3 separate regions of the Sus scrofa genome follow, and all the other regions are linked to region 3. Evidence: chromatin contacts called from public Hi-C and promoter capture Hi-C data. All regions are on one chromosome and are shown on one strand. Each heading gives the region's core, a stretch centred on a gene start, on an enhancer-like site or on the middle of the called end of the contact. The rest is flanking DNA. Distances are from core to core; before and after follow the strand shown. Region 1 holds the start of MTIF2 (translation initiation factor IF-2, mitochondrial). Region 2 holds the start of CLHC1 (clathrin heavy chain linker domain-containing protein 1). Region 3 holds the start of CFAP36 (cilia and flagella associated protein 36).

Region 1 (3,181 bases), core at 258-2,757, 210 kb before region 3:
AAATTAACTTCTCTATGCAATTCAGGCAGACATCATATATCTTGGAGGGTTGATGTAAAAGGGAGGAAACTGGAAAGAGTGGGAGGAATATTCATGACTTACCTGAGAATAGGGGGTGGTTTGGAGCCAGACCACTCCTTTTCAGTCCTTGAGTGGGCTTTTCCAGTTGTTGTCATGGCAATTGTCAACTGTCAGGGACAATTGGTGGGTGCCCTCATTTAGCATGCTGATGTATTACAGTGAACATACAAAGCCCAAGGTCTACTGGAATTAGATCTTCTGCCATCTTGCGCCTAGTTAGTTCTAACAAGCACTTATTTTTCTTTTTGCAACTTCCTCCTGAAACTTGGATAAGAGTTTCCATTCAAGGGAGAGGCAGGTGTGTGATTCTGGAGCATTGGTAACAATGAGGCTTAATCTAAATCCATAAATTAAACTCTAGTGGAATTTTAGGCCTCATTCAAGCAGGGAGTGACAGTTTTGCAGGATAGTGTAGCAGCCCACAAAGAGGTAGGCAGAGTGTCTCTGAAAGAGGTGAGTTGTGGCTGTCACATTTAATTATTTCAAAGGAGAGGAGGCGTTTCTGTGGTGGCTCAGCTGTTAGGAACCTGACTAGGATCCATGAGGATGAGGGTTCGATCCCTGGCCTCTCTCAGGGTTAAGGATGGGCGTTGCCTTGAGCTATGGTGTGGGTCACAGATGCAGTTCAGATCATGCGTTGCTGTGGCTGTGGCATAGGCCGTCAGCTACAGCTCCAATTCACTCCCAGCCTGGGAAATTCCACATGCCTTGGGAGAGGCAAAAAAAAAAAAAAAAAAAAAAAAGGCTAGGGATTTTGTCTTCTTTTGTCTGTAGATTCACAACCTCAGGGAGTTTCCCTGGTGAAGGTCGTCCCCCCCACCCCTCCCACCACCACTCCTCCTAGGAGGGCATAGAAAGACGGAAGAGGCTGGGCAATACAAGTTGGTGGGTGGAAGTTTTAGTAAGTAAGGGAATTTATATAGGTGGTCTTTCTTGGGCGCTCACCCAGCAGAATCTTAAGGGTTTATAAAGAGGCCTTGAGGAGGAGGTGTGCGTGTTTAAGCTACCTCAAAACTGCAGGTAGTTTCAATAACACAGGCTGCATCCTCTCAAGACAGAATCCTTCAACTAGTACCTGGCACAGAAAATACATTACAAGGACAGAGGAAGGGGTAGGAGCCTCTAACTGCCTTGATAAACCTGCTATGGCGTCCAATCCATGCCCAGTACTCACTGAACTGAATTGTTAGCTGGCTGTGATTCTGTTTAAATGGAAGATATGCTGGAAGTAGGAAACCGAGATTATCGAGGGCTGTGAGAATGCAGGCTCCTCCCTCTGCTGGGACACGCGGTAAGGAACCCTTCAGATTTGGTAAGGCTGTCCTTGCGGACCTGGATGATTTCCAGGAAAAAGCCAAAGCCACAGAAAAGAGCGAAAACGCCGCAACCCCGCCTCCGGAAGGTGCCTGCTCTCGGCTGGCAGCACCGACCCGAGTCCTTCCAGGCACTTCCGCTCGGCCTGCAGCCCGCCGGGTGGGGGAAGGCCACGCCCAGTTCCTCTTCCGGGTCTCTAGCTACTGCCACGAAGGCAGCATGTCAGGCTCAGAGTTGCGCGCGGCGCTGGAGCAGCGGCTCAGTGCCCTGGCCATCCGCACAGAGATCGTGGAGCACCCGGAGGTGAGGCGCTCTCGGTGGGACGGCTGCAGGAGTGGGTGGGCTCCGCTGCAGCGTCTGTCCCGCGAAGTCGCTAAGGCTAGTTGGCCCAGGGGTAGTGTACCTTAGAAACGTACGTTTTAAGGCATTTGCCGGGATCCAGACTACATCAAGGGACCAGAATGCAACATCAAAGGCCTGTCCACGTGGGCCTCGTATTGTAAAAAAGGTTATGTTTTCCTCTTGGAGTGACTTGATTTTCTGTGGAGAACTAGTGCAACATATTAGGAACTCGTGTGGAACTCGTTAGGAACTGGTGTGGGATGTTAGTCAGTGTGTCCACTTTATGGGTAGATACATTTGCCCAGCAGTAAACTGCTTCTCCAGTGGCTATGATGTATCAGGCATCATGCATACATGACACCAAGATATTTTTATTTATTCATTTGTTTTTGGGGCTGCACCATAGGCATATGGAAGTTCCCAGTCCAATGGGAGCTAGAGCTGCCAGCTACGCCACAGCAATGGCAGGATCCGAGCCACGTTTGGGACCTACACCACATCTCCTGCCAATCCGGGAACTCCAACCCACTGAGCGAAGCCGGGGATTGACCCTACATCCTCATGTATACTAGTCAGATTCCTTTCAGCTGCGCCACAACGGCAACTCCAGAGTTTGGTATTTTTAAACATAATTTAGTGTATTGATGGGCAGATACTCTGCAAATATCTCACCTAGCCAATATGTAACCTGAGTAGTGTAGGGACATAAAAGTTTTTGCCGGAGGCTTGAGTAACAGCTAAATGATAATTAGCTAAATATGGTGATGGTTTTTAAAGGGTATAGAAATACATTAAAACTGTGTCATTTTCCATGACCCTTCCCTTTCCCTTATTTTGGCTTTCTCTGGCCACATTTGTGGCATATATTTCTCAGGCTAGGGTCCAATTGAAACTACAGCTGCTGGATTACAACACAGCCACAGCCACATCCAACATGTCTGCGACCTACGCTGCAGCTCACAGCAATGCTGGATCCCTAACCCACAGAGTTCGTCCAGGGATCAAACTGGCATCCTCATGGATACCGGTTGGATTCTTAGTCCACTGAGCCACAACGGGAACTCCCTTCCCTTCCCTTATAGTCCACATACTCTTCCTGTTTTTTTACTTTGTATATTGGGCAGGTGTTCCTGCCCTCTCACCTCTGCAGTTATCAGTAGAGGGGAGTTTGTCACATGGTCTGGATGTAATGGAATGCCAAGAAATCGGAGTCTGGGCTGCTATAAACTTTACCAAATTTTAAGGGAAAAACAAAGGATTTTAGGAATGTGAAGGCGTGGCCTAAGAGAACTGGCTTAGAACAGAGAATAGAGAACTGGCCTAGGAGAAGTTGCTTAAAGTCCTGAGATGAGATATTATTGGGTAATGGACTGGGAATAGGTCTCTACCAGTGAAATCCAGGGCACTTGAGTAACCTGGATTTTAACCTTGCTGTTTTCACCCA
Region 2 (3,389 bases), core at 871-3,370, 250 kb before region 3:
GTAACAAACCCAACTAGAACCCGTGATGATCCGGGTTTTATCCCTGGCCTCATTCAGTGGGTTAAAGGATCAGGTGTGGCCGGGAGTTGCAGCGTAGGTCATAGCCACAGCTCAGATCTGGAGTTGCTGTGGCTGTGGCATAGGCTGGTGGCTACAGCTCCTATTCGACCCCTAGCCTGGGAACTTCCATAGCCATGAATGCAGCCTTAAAAAGACAAAAAAAAAAAAAAAAAAAAAAAAAAAAAAGGAAGAAAGAAAGAAAGAGCCAAAGTATGAAAGAGCATATCAGGAACTTTGATTACTTCAATGTTAATAAAGTGGTGTAAAGTGAGTAACGGTAATGGGTTTAGCAGATTAGGCTGTAAGGAAGAGGCTGAATATCACATTAAGAAATTTCGCTATGTGGGAAAGGAATCTGAAAGAGAATGGCTGTTTGTACATGTATAACTGAATCACTCAGTTGTACAACAGTAATTATCACAACCTTGTGAATCAACAATACCTCAATAAAGCTTAAAAAAAAAAAAAAGAAAAAAAGAAATTTGGAGTTCCCATTGTGGCTCAGTGGGTTACAAACCCAATTAGTATCCATGAGGGTGTGGGTTCAATCCCTGGCCTTGCTCAGTGGGTTGGGGAATCTGGAGATGCCATGACCTGTGGTGGAGGTCACAGAAGCAGCTCAGATCCTGAGCTGTTGACGCTGTTGTGTAGGCAGGCAGCTCCAGCTCCCCAATTCAACCCCTAGCTCGGGAACTTCCATATGTCACATGTGTGACCCTGAAAAGCAAAAAAAAAAAAAAAAAAAGGAAAAAGAAATTTGGATTTCATCTTGAAGGTGAATTAAAATAATGACATAATCATTTTTTTATTTTTTAGAATATTTTGGAGGCAACAGTGAAGGTAGGTTAGAAAAGAAAGACTGGGAACAGAGAAAATTAAGGAGGACCTACTAGTCACTTATGATGGAACATGAAAATGTGAAAAAAAGAATGTATATGTGTATGTGTGACTGGGCCACCTTGCTGTACAGTAGAAAACTGACAAAACACTGTAAACCAGCTATAATGGAAAAGGTAAAAATCATTAAAAAAAAAAAATTAAGGAGGACCTGAACGTGGGGATGGGGATGCAAAGGAGAGGGCACAGAGAAATAAAGTAATTAGACAATAGGAGGGGTGTGTATAAGGATTCTGTGGTTTGTACAGCGGAGAAAGGCCAGGGGAAGTGCTAACCCGCCCGCCTCGCCGGGAGAGCGCCCCACATTCTTCAAAAATTTCCTCTTAGGATTTTCACCACAATTCCAAAGTCTAAACTTGGAAACTCTACAATAAAGAACCATTCCGCAGGTTTCTTTCCCCTATGGCTTCATTAGAAAATTTGAAAACTTCTGACGTTTTTCAACATATTAAGCCATTGCACACCTCGAAGTGACACACTAGACAGAACCTTCTCAGACTAGGGGAGCCTAGGGGGTTGAAGGTGGGGAGGGGCTATAGGCCGAGAAAAAGACCGACCCAAGGTTTTAGGAGCATCACCTATTCAGCTTGCCTGGAGTTGGCCACAGGAATGCCCTTCCCTTGAAGAACCGGGAAGCGTTCGGTGGTAGATGGCTGATCCTCCGCCCCTCACCGCTTATGTAAGGGGATGAACAACACTTTGGTTCCTCCACCCTTTTCCAGCCTCCTAACTTTTCCTCCTAACCATTTCCAAGCCATTTACACTTTCCCCGAAACCATTACTGCGCTTCACCCTTGCTCCCACCTAACCTTAACCACCTTCAGCAAACCCCAACTCCAGCGCTAGGCTGTAACTAGGTATAGTAACCAGGAAACCCGGGCGTGTGGAACTGCATCTCGGGACAAGAAGTCCTAAAAAAAAGAGAAAGCGTTGGAAAACTACAGTTCCCAGAAAAGACTTCTACTTCCTCCCTTTCCCTCGTGAGGCCCCCCCCTCAACCCCACCCCCTTTGAAAGACCCTCTTGGCCACGTCAACTAGAGGGAGAAAGCTTTTTAAAAACAATTTTTGAGTTGTTTAAGTCTACTACTTAGAGAGCACTCTGGAGGTTAAAATAAAAAGTAAGCCAGGCTAGAAAAGAGAAGCTAGGTCACGACTTGGTCTGGCATGTGGTTGGACAGCCGCTACGACAGCGCTCAGGCATTGCATGGACGCCTAGGAGGCGGGGCCTTGGGGGACGTCGGGAAAGCCTTGGACCGTCGGAGCGCCCTTCCTTTCGGATCCGCCATCTGTGGTGAGTGTGTGCTCTAGGTCTTTCTCCGCCCCGGGGCCCGCTGTAGCCCTTCTTTGTACCCAAATCTCACTCATTTTCTTCTTTTCCTCACGCTCAGGTGGAACCGCCGCCAAGATGCAGATATTCGTGAAGACGCTGACGGGCAAGACCATCACTCTCGAGGTACGTGCGAGGCAGAGGCAGAAGGCACGGCCTGAAGGAGGGGGGCTTGAGGCGGATTTCGGCACTCGCGCTGTATTCTGCTTTGCAGTACGTTTCCGAGCCTGCCCTCTGAAACCTGGCTTTGAAGTGAGCGTTGTTACTGCTGAGCAAGGGCTTAGGGCAGGTTTTCGGTAAAAGGTCCGAGCCTGTCACCTCGTCCCGGCCAGGTAGCTGAAGCCGGGTTGGCGTGGCGGGAGGGAGGCGTCCCCCGCAGCTCCGCGCGAGCACGTGTGGCTCGGCTGCCACCGCCGTGGCCCGGGCTGGGGGAGGAAGTGTGCGTGCCTGGGAGCCCGCCCAGTGTAGAGAAATCAAGAGGCGTGGGTGACTTCAGTCCCCAGAGGCTGCGTACCTGAGCAAGCTTCAAGTTGAATTGAGCGTTTATTTTAGTTTCTTTTGTGTTACTAATATACTTGCATTTCAAAACTTATAGGTCGAACCCTCGGATACAATAGAAAATGTAAAGGCTAAGATCCAGGATAAGGAAGGTAATTTTTTAAAACTAATCTCAATATGGATTAATATAATCATTTTAAAACTCATCTGTAGAGGCTCAGGCCATTAGACATAAATGCTTTTGGTGGGGTGGAAGAGGTCAGGTTGACAAAAACGCTTTTGAACTAAGACAGTAGACAAATGTTTTGGCATGGGGCTAAGCTGCAGTACCTTCACAAGTGTGAGTTTAGATGAACTAGTTAATTTACATCTGTTATCAGCTATAAAATGATCATGTTAACCCGTATTAAGATTAAATAAGATAAAATTAAACATTTACTTTAGACATTGTCTGTAGCAAAAACCACTGATGACTATTAGTACCATTTATTTGATTCAGGATTGTAAATCTTGAGCAGATATGCTTGATTTGCAATCACTTAATTTTATTTATTTATTTTAATCTAATTAGGGATTCCTCCTGACCAGCAAAGACTGATCTTTGCT
Region 3 (3,578 bases), core at 744-3,243:
CTTTTTGGCCTTCAGGCTCATAAGAATCCTAGCAAGTAACTTCTTTCTGAAAGGAGGAAACTGAAAGAATAAAAGCAGATTTCTCTTTCAGAAGACAGGAAGACAGAACAATAAACACAATAATCCACTACTGCTGTCACAATATTTTAGCCCAAGAATGATGATGTCCTTCTTTCCTTTAGCCTCTTCTCAGTAATTAAAAAACCACCACACTTTACCATACCCATTTCTAGCAAATAGTGTTTGGAGCATGATTATCCATTAAGAAAAATAACTTACTGTCTGCAGTTTAAAGTCTACATAAACAATATAAAACTCCTCTATGGCAAAAGACACATTTAACTAAGTTAAAGACAAATGACAAAGATGTCATTGCAACATGTCACAAAGAGTTAAAATCCTTATAATAATATATAAAAAGCTCTTCCAAGATTTTTTTTAAGAAAAAAAATACCGGAGTTCCCGTCGTGGCGCAGTGGTTAACGAATCCGACTAGGAACCATGAGGTTGCGGGTTCGATCCCTGCCCTTGCTCAGTGGGTTAACGATCCGGCGTTGCCGTGAGCTGTGGTGTAGGTTGAAGACGCGGCTCGGATCCCGCGTTGCTGTGGCTCTGGCGTAGGCTGGTGTCAACAGCTCCGATTAGACCCCTAGCCTGGGAACCTCCATATGCCGCAGGAGCGGCCCAACAAATGGCAAAAAAGACCAAAAAAAAAAAAAAAAACAAAAAAACAAAAAAACAACTATGTACCATTTTAATGTAGTAGATTGGCAAAGATATTTTTCAAAATGACTTTAAAAATAGGTTACCGAGCCTAACCTTTCCTTTGGGAATTTATTCAAAGTAAGTAATGACACGAGGGTTCAAAAACATGTGAAAGTATGTTCAGTACAGAATTATTTAAGAATTTAAGAAGCTGAAGTAATTTAATCTAGCAATTGAGGGTCGATCGGGTAAGTCAAGGCATATATAGTCTTTCATTTAGCAATTCTGCTAGAATCTATCTCCTGGAATAGTCAATAAAACCAACAGTTCTTAGAGACACACAGATGTTCATTTCAGCAGTTTGTAAAAGTGAAAAACGGCATTGTACACCAACACCACAGAGGGAAGAAAAAAACCTGCACACTAATCACGTCTATGCATCCAAATAAGATAATGCATAATATATATGCATATACATATATCTTGAAAGGGCGGTGGTTTATAGGATACTATGTAGCTGTAAAGAAATGATGGTTTCATATGTTTACAAGAAAAGATTATATATTAAGTGATCAAAGTTTCATAGCTGCATATAATATGACCCCGTTTATGCAAATACATGTAAGGTTGTTTGAAAATATTTTGGGACGCCAAGTACTCTCTCAATGACCTTTGAAGACCCATTCTACAAAGGACCCCAATCTAAAACAAGAGCTTGTTATTTAATACAAGGTTAGGTTACTCAGAAATTCGTTTAAAGTAACATTCACTTTGACTTTGCTCTTGAAAATCTAATTCTAGTTATTTCTATCTACTTAAGAAAATTTAAAGACCCACCTGCAGCTAGACGGTGCAAGCTGACTTCTGAGCCAATCAGCAAATCTTACAGAGCTACTTTGCTCGGGTTTGTACTTTCAAACAACCCTTTAATTACAAACGTTTCTGGGCCAGTGTGTCTGAAAATGGTCGGAACTGAGGGGTGGGGATGCAACCGTGAACTGAAGCCTCTTCAGGGAGGACCAGGTGCGCCCTCACTGTGCCACTTCTAAGCTTCGGTCCCAAGCCACTGCTCGGGAGGGAACGTTAACATTCCTTCTAGGACCTCCAGCCAATGGCTACACATTTGTTCTCGGCCCCAGCAACTCCGGACCAATGGGCAGAAGGCTACCTTTTCGACTTGCTCTTCCTTTCCAGCCAATCGGAAGCATTCTTCAAATGCCAACACTGTGAGTTGCGCAGGCTCCAAAAAAGGAGGCTTCACTTCCGGGCTACTGCCTGGGGAGACTACGCGTGTTGCCATAGCGACCATATTACGTTAACCGGTTTGCAGCTTTCTTCTAGGCAGCTGGGAGATTGCGGGGGCAGCTGGTTCTCCTCCTGTTTCTTCTTCGCTCCCTGCACCCGAAAGGCCTTACAGGCTCCTGGGATCTGGCCTGGTGCTCCGCGGCACCGGGTGGGCGCGGGATGGCTGCAGAAGAGGACGAGGTGGAATGGGTGGTGGAGAGCATTGCGGGTTTCCTGCGAGGCCCGGACTGGTCCATCCCCATCTTGGACTTTGTGGAGCAGAAATGTGAAGGTAAAATCCAGAGCCCGAGTCGTCTATCCTTTCTCACCTCTCTCACACCATCAGCTGGCAGAGAGATGGTTACCACAAACCACCTCTCATCTCCCTGATCTCCACTCTTGTCAGCTAGGTTTAGAGCTGGTTTTTAGGATGTACTGCTATCACTGCGCCCATCTTTTCCTTCACGGATGAAAACGGGAGTCGAGATACCTCACTCCCTGGGCCCAAGGACACATCCGAAAAACATTAGACTTTAATCCTGTGGGAGGCCTCTGTTGGGCCTCTCACCCTCTCCTTCACCTTTCTGCCTTGGGCAAATGCACTGTTTGGGTGGGCTTTTTCAACTTCCCCATTGACTTGGGAGGAGAGACCTTAGTTGTCTCCTGAGTTCCTTCTGATTCCAACAATTGACTAAAACGTGGGAGTGGGGTAGGAGTGGTATGTGATTACTCCAGAAGGCCCAGAGCTGATGATCCTAGTGGCCTGCAGCCCCCCTTTTGAACTCTCTGACTTTCAGCAGTACCAAAAATGGGGGCGGTGGTGGTGTATCTTGTAAAAAAAATGAGGTATATAAACGTGACATAACATTCCCTCTGAGGAAATGGTGCCCCCAGGTTCTTATCAGTTCACCCTTGGAATTTTGCCTTCAGTTCTTAGAGATAAATTGGAGCCCATTCATGGAAAAGGAACAAGAAGCGATGTCATGTGAATACTTCCCAACTGTTATCATGCTTGTTTAGGCGGGCAAGTCTTTAAGGGTAGTAATATCCATTAATCGTTTGAGCATCTGTCTTATATCGGAGAGATTAGACTTTTTTTGGTAAGGTTCAGTGAGATAGAGCTAGGGTCAGTGGGTACAAGCTACAGGGAAACAAATTTCTGTGAAGGAAGTGCTTCCTAACAGAGTGTATCCCAGATCAATTCATTTGCCTCAGAAGGTAATGGGTTCCACAGGCACCGACAGTGTTTGAATGAGTATGACAACAACTTAATGGAGTTATAGAGGGGAATCCAATTTATCCTGGATGATCTTTTAAGAGCCCTTTTAATCCCAAGTTTTTATGAATCTGGTAAAGATGAAATTTACTTTGACATATGAATCTTTTCATTACATTCTCATTGCCATGAACAAAATTCAAATGGTATTTTTTTCTTTTATGGCCACACCGTACGGCATGTGGAAGTTCCCAGGCTAGCTGTCACTTTAGAGCTGCAGCTGCCGACCTTGCCACAATCATTGCAATGCCAGATCCCAGCTGCATCTGTGACCTAGGCCGAAGCTTACAGCAATGCCAGATCCTTAGCCCAC

Evidence for each region. Promoter capture Hi-C pulls out the DNA fragments that hold promoters and counts their contacts. Hi-C and Micro-C count contacts between places; a contact is called where the count stands out from the background.
Region 1: a Hi-C map of fetal skeletal muscle shows a contact between it and region 3, with 2.0 times the contacts expected there. The contact joins the promoter of MTIF2 here to the promoter of CFAP36 in region 3. A contact is called at or near these places in 10 of 47 Hi-C or Micro-C datasets (blood, embryonic fibroblasts, fetal skeletal muscle and 5 more) and 2 of 2 datasets of contacts at active chromatin or transcription factors (alveolar macrophages and skeletal muscle).
Region 2: a promoter capture Hi-C map of liver shows a contact between it and region 3, with 4 times the contacts expected there. The contact joins the promoter of CLHC1 here to the promoter of CFAP36 in region 3. A contact is called at or near these places in 2 of 5 promoter capture datasets (fetal liver and liver), 2 of 47 Hi-C or Micro-C datasets (embryonic fibroblasts and heart right ventricle) and 1 of 2 datasets of contacts at active chromatin or transcription factors (skeletal muscle).

What each region holds. Positions count from the first base shown.
Region 1 is chr3:85,945,943-85,949,123 of Sscrofa11.1, reverse strand. It overlaps MTIF2 (translation initiation factor IF-2, mitochondrial), which reads right to left and starts at 1,507. Exons shown (of 16, transcript XM_021087524.1): 1 at 1,256-1,507; 2 at 103-188. CCDC88A (girdin) reads right to left here. Exons shown (of 39, transcript XR_002342714.1): 32 at 103-345. It overlaps LOC100514282 (prolyl-tRNA synthetase associated domain-containing protein 1), which reads left to right and starts at 1,546. Exons shown (of 2, transcript XM_003125134.6): 1 at 1,546-1,698. The coding sequence starts at 1,615.
Region 2 is chr3:85,991,038-85,994,426 of Sscrofa11.1, reverse strand. CLHC1 (clathrin heavy chain linker domain-containing protein 1) reads right to left here and starts at 2,120. Exons shown (of 10, transcript XM_021087534.1): 1 at 1,515-2,120. It overlaps RPS27A (ubiquitin-40S ribosomal protein S27a), which reads left to right and starts at 2,170. Exons shown (of 6, transcript XM_003125136.5): 1 at 2,170-2,249; 2 at 2,347-2,411; 3 at 2,881-2,935; 4 at 3,355-3,389. The coding sequence starts at 2,364.
Region 3 is chr3:85,740,844-85,744,421 of Sscrofa11.1, reverse strand. CFAP36 (cilia and flagella associated protein 36) reads left to right here and starts at 1,993. Exons shown (of 10, transcript NM_001244775.1): 1 at 1,993-2,281. The coding sequence starts at 2,170. It overlaps LOC102163556 (a long non-coding RNA gene), which reads right to left and starts at 1,787. Exons shown (of 3, transcript XR_302482.3): 1 at 1,543-1,787.